2 separate regions of the Ovis aries genome follow, and region 1 is linked to region 2. A link is a contact called in public Hi-C data. All regions are on one chromosome and are shown on one strand. Each heading gives the region's core, a stretch centred on a gene start, on an enhancer-like site or on the middle of the called end of the contact. The rest is flanking DNA. Distances are from core to core; before and after follow the strand shown.

Evidence for each region. Hi-C and Micro-C count contacts between places; a contact is called where the count stands out from the background.
Region 1: a contact with region 2 is called in a Hi-C map of tail adipose tissue, with 2.6 times the contacts expected there. The contact joins the promoter of CCDC124 here to the promoter of IFI30 in region 2. A contact is called at or near these places in 4 of 16 Hi-C or Micro-C datasets (blood, hypothalamus and tail adipose tissue).

What each region holds. Positions count from the first base shown.
Region 1 is chr5:5,007,206-5,009,905 of ARS-UI_Ramb_v3.0, forward strand. It overlaps CCDC124 (coiled-coil domain containing 124), which reads right to left and starts at 1,308. Exons shown (of 5, transcript XM_042249652.1): 1 at 407-1,308.
Region 2 is chr5:4,825,669-4,828,435 of ARS-UI_Ramb_v3.0, forward strand. It overlaps IFI30 (IFI30 lysosomal thiol reductase), which reads right to left and starts at 1,403. Exons shown (of 7, transcript NM_001205150.1): 1 at 1,287-1,403; 2 at 107-289; 3 at 1-17. The coding sequence starts at 1,403.

The DNA of each region.
Region 1 (2,700 bases), core at 58-2,557, 180 kb after region 2:
AGTCCTAATCTAACAGAGATGGTGTCCCTTCAAGAAGAAAAAGACACCAGAATTTGCTCTCTTCACCCTGTGAGAACACAGTAAGATGGCCATCTGCAATTCGGGAAGAAGCCCACACTAGGAACCAGACTGGTTGACAACTTGATCTTAGACTTCCTAGCCTCCACAACTGTGAGCAAATACATTTCTGCTGTTTGAGCCACCCAGTCAGTGGTATTTTGTTATAGTAGCCAGAGCTGATGAAAACAGACAGCTTTTCCTCTGTTTAATAAACACACGCACACTTTGTCATTCAGTAAACATGCACTGCTGGATGGACAGGGAGGCGTGACCTGCTGTGGTTCACGGGCTGCAAAGAGTCAGACATGACTGAGCAACTGAACCGAACGTCCACTGCAGCACCTACTATGAGTGGGATGCTGGGGAAAGAGGCAGTGCTGATGGGCTTCCAGACTAAATGGCATTCCCAGGCTGGGTGGCATACAGACAACAGGAGTGTTAATTCCAGATGAGAGCTGTGATGGGGCAGGCAGGTGGCCGGGGAAGTCGGGAGGGAGCTTCTGACCCACGGGGTGTCAAAGTGCTTCCTGAAGGAGACATGAAAGGAAAAACCTAAGGGTGTGGGGAGACCCAAGCCCCCAGTGGTCGGGGGTAGGCAGGCTGGGTAGAGCGGACTTCTATTCCAGGGTAATGGGAAGGTGCCAAGGACCTCAGGGCCCTCTGGGGCTGCTGAGGTGGTGAACGGAGGACTGAGAAGCACGAAGCTCAAGCAGGAGGGTAAAGTAGGAAGCTCAAGTAGTTTTGGCTAAAGCAGCGAGTACACTTAGGAGGGAATCAAGACCCACGTGGTTGATTAGATGTGAAAGTAAGATAGAATAAAACATGAAACTCAACACCGCCTCCTCCAAGAAATCCTCCAGCTACCCCTTCTAGGCTCCTCCAGCCCGTCGTCCCTCTCTCCAGCTCCGATCCTACTGCATGAGGCCAGGGACGTCCGTACCCAGCTCTGTCACCCCCAAGCCTGTAAGCTGCTCAGGAGCACGACCAGAACTAAGTAGCTTCGAACACGACGCTGTCCCGCTGGATCTCAGTCGTCCGCTCCGGGAAATGGGGATAGCCCCCGCGGGAACCCGGGAGACTGGGAGTCGGAAGTGCGTTCGTCTCTGAGAACCCCACCTCCAGCCCTCCCGGGGAGGTGGTCTCAGGTCCTGCTACCCCGCGGGGCTCACCCGCACCCCGCCCCCCGGCTCCGCCCGCGCTGCCGCCGCTCCTACCTCCTTCCCCCGGCGCCGGCCCGGTCGCACCTCCGTGACGTCACCGCGGGGCTTGCGCATCGACGCCCCCAGGCGGCGCGTGCTGATTACGTCTGGGCTTCGTCGCCATCTTGGTAGGGGAAATGCTGCGTTGATCTCCAATCCAAATCAAGGGCGTTAGCTCTTTGTTTTTGTCTTCAAGAAGCGACTATTATAAATCCTCGTCTCTTCCGCTCACTTCATATACTAACTAATCAGGAGAGGGGAGCAGAAACTACAAACTGGACCATTGTCCTTACCGAGATGGCCGTTGCCCAGAAGAAAAACGGCGTCCTCGGTTTCACACGAGGGCCTGGAGGCGTCAGTCCAGAGTTGCTTGGCCGGCAGGGCGCGCCAGAATCCGTGGTCCCCGCGTGGCCGGTATAAGCGCTTCGCTTGTGGAAGCCTCCTAGGCCCTTTGCCATCGCTTTGTGCTTGCTCCTACTCCCGTCTGCCTCCCTACTGCGAAGCTTAAGCGGTAGGGAGCAGAAGAAAGGGACAGAGAACCTAAAACGCTGCGCCGTCCAGGTCGAGGAAACAGGCTTACAGACCAGGAATGGAATTCGAGCAAAATGTAATCAAAGGACTCAACATTCCTAGTGAACCCTTCCTCTGGGATTGCTTTCCACCACCCCCGCACACACCTTACCCTTTTTATTCAGCAGTTAGGTTTGGGGCGGGGCGCAGTTTGTCGTAGGCACCTATACTTGATTTTCTGCAGTGTCCTCATCTATAAAAACGGTAGCAGTAGGGGTCTGAAAATGATTACACGGGGTCTAGCTATAGCGGGGATTTGGGGGATTTAGACAGGACGATTTAGGCAGGACCACAGAGTCCATTCTTCAAAAAGCAACACCAGTGACATTGCTGGGACCTAAGTGGGATTGTATATCTCCCTTGCTCTTCAGCCTCAGATGGTTCCCCACTGCCCTGCAGGACTCACCGCACCTTCCCATCTCATCTGCCGCCTCTTTATTCTCTCTCAGCTCCAGCCACACCAGGCTCCTTTCTCCGATTTGCCAGGCACAGTCCTGCCTCAGGGAATTCGCCAGTGCGGTTCCCTCTGCCCTCAGCTGTCCCCATGGACTACTCCCTCACTTCCTTCAGGCCTTGGCTCAGATGTCCCTTTCTGAGAAAGACCTCGGACCTCTCCAAGTAGTTGGTGCCCCACTCCCAGCCCTCTTTTTATTTCCTGCATCGCATCAACTTGCTTTGTTGGTTTCTTTTCAGTCTCCGCTTTGGCTATGATGTCTGGGAAATGGAACCTGATATCACCTGATGTGATATTTGTCACCAACAAGAACGGGCTCAGCATCAACATTTATCATTGTTCAGTATTGGTTGGGATGTGGAGATGCCAAAGGCAACACCCAATTAAGCTTCTGCTGGTAAAGAGCCAGGTTTTTTT
Region 2 (2,767 bases), core at 153-2,652:
CCGCTGACGTTTCTTTCCTGAAAAGCAACGAGGTGAGTGCTGGCTGCCCCCTTCCCCAGGCCTCCTTCCTGTGGCCACGTGCCTCCATTTCCAGGTCCCCAGGCACCTGAGCGTTCCCATAGGGCACCAAGGTGACGTTGAGGATTTCCCACACCATCAGCCACGTTGGGAAGAGCTCTCGGATCAGGAATTCCCGGCAGCCGGGGCACAGAGCCTCATAGTAGAGGCTCACGTTGACCAGGGGAACATCAGGCTTCTGGGGCGATGCCTGCAGGCACAGCTCACCGACCTGCCCGGGAGGAAGGGGTGTGAGCCAAGTTAAACTCTCTGGCAGGACGGAAGCTGCAGACCGTAGGTGTTCTATCTCACACTCCTTCCCCACCTTGCCAGGTGGGAGTCTGATGCTGAGGCTTCACCGAAAGCCTAAATCTTCCTAAATATCAGCCAGATTGCAAGATGGATGTGACACAGATTTGCAAACAGTAGGCAGTTAATGGAGGCACAAGGCTTGCTTTCCTCCAGGTGATGAAACTTCTTACCCAGGGGGAGACAGGGTGGAAGAATTCATGGCCTTCACCCGCCTCGGTAGACTTCTGGGGGTGTATATCACCACCGCCTGCTCCTTTGTGGCCACTTCATCCCCTCGAGCCAAGGCCCTGGGCTGAGCAAGGACCTACACCTCTCTGACTCCTTATTTGCTCTTCCTCTCCACCAGCCCGCTGAACTCCTCCCAAGGCTACTGCAGAGGCGGCGCCTAATAGGTGCTGACTTCCGGCTCCAGCTGAGGGGTGGCCGGCGGCCTTGTCTGTGAGCAAGTGGTTTAGCCTCCCGGGCATCTGTTTACTCCGGACCACAAAAACGCGTGCTCTCCCCGGAACGGAACGCACCCTCGATGAATGCCCGTGGCCAGGGGCCGGCAGCTCAGCTAGTCTGGGATTCCTTCCCCTGGCCTAAAAGAGGGGACTCTGATTCTCGCTCCAGATGTACACAGCTGGTGCTCGGTGCACCTTGGGGGGAGGAGGGAGTTGCGGGAGGATGGGGTGGGGGGCAGCGGAGGGACTCGGACTCCAGATGGGAAAGCGAAAGGGAAAAGAAAGTATGGCCAAAGTGCCGGACTGAAGGGTGGGGTTGGGGAGGGGGTCGCCACCCCCCTCCCCCCGGGTAGCATCCTCTCCGGCCCCCGGTGGTCCCCGTCGAGGTCGGGGGGTGGTGGGAGGAGAGGAGCGACCGGCCCCTGACCTGGGCGCGGGCCCCGGCTGGCCCGCCCGCCGCGTCGCCGACGCTACCTGGCAGGGGGCCGCCCCCTCGGGGAGCGCTTCCAGCGAGGGCCACCGCGTTGCGGCGGGGACCTCCGGCGGCAGCAGCAGCAGCAGCAGCAGCAGCAGGAGAGGCGACGAGGCCATCACAGCGGCGGCGAACGCGCGGCGGCGGGGAGCCGTGGCCCCGGGAAGAAGCGCCTTTAACTCGGCGGTGGCCCGGCCCCCAGGCGGAACCCGCCTCCCGGTGCCCACGCCCCTCGGGGGCCCGGGCGGGTGCCTCTGGGTGTCTCTACTTTTCTCTCTGGGTCTTTCTTCCCATCCCAGCCCCATCCTTCCCCAACCCCCGCCAGGTGCTGGGACCCCAGTCACCTGAACAACGCGCTGCCCTTCCATCTCCCCCAACCCTTCCCCGCAATCAGCCCGGCTCAGCCCTGTGAAGCTGAGGCTGAGCACCTTGAGCAGAAGTGAGGTGGGGGCTTAGAGACTGAGAAACAGAGAAGTGGAGAGGAAGGAGGTCTCTATGGGGCCCGCCGCAGCCCCCCACCCCCACCCCAGTCCTAGCCCATGGACCCGACTCTCCGACCTCCCTACCCTGTGTTCCCATGGGAGGTGATCCCTTGCGCTGGCGTGGGCAGCCAGGCCCCCTCTCCTAGCTTGGCCCATACCCCTCCTCATTCCCAAGCTTCACCCCTCCCCCTCTCAGGCTCCCCGACTCAGACAGCGTGGTCCCGTGGGGCTGACTCAGGCTTGACCACAGCCAGGGCCAGAAAGCAGAAGCCAGTGCTGGGAGTGGCACCTCAGTTCTCTTGGCACCCCCATCCCTGGCTGGGGGGGTGGGAAGAGAAAGCTGGTCTTCCTTCTTGCTACTCTCCTGGGCTTGAGGAGGGGTGCACCCCTGCCCTCTGCCAGCTCCTTTGGTAGAAGAGAAGCCTGGGTTGGAGCAGTCACTACCTGAAGCCTGTATGCTGTATTAATACATGGGATGCAGGACTGGCCCCGTAGGACCCAAATCCGGGGGAATCAGGCAGACTCAGGTTTTCTCCAGGACTGTGCTGGACACCTCAGGTGATGAAGCCCCGACTTCTCCTTTTATTAAGCAGGAGAAGTGAGGTTTAGGGACTAAAGCTGGGCAGAGAGAATAACCCAGATAAAGGCTTGGAGGCTGGGAGTGTTGGGGATGGACCCAACACACTCAGACTTTGCAAGGCAAAGATCTGGGCCCCACCGGAGGAAACGCTCCCCACCCTTGCCTGGAAATCAGTCCAGCCCCCAGCTCCACAGCCCATGTCCCCCGCCAGTTCTGGGGAAACCCCAGCCCACATGGCCACACTCATAGCAGCAGGTTCGGGAGCTGGGGTTCCCCTGAAGTCCCCACAGCTGGACTATCCCACCTTATTCTTTTGAACCCTTCGCAGAACCCCTTTCCTTTGTGAAGCTTCTCCAAGGCTAAGTGACACGGCTTTGGGGAACTTGGTCTGTATTCTGTCCTGTACTGGGCTGAAGAAATA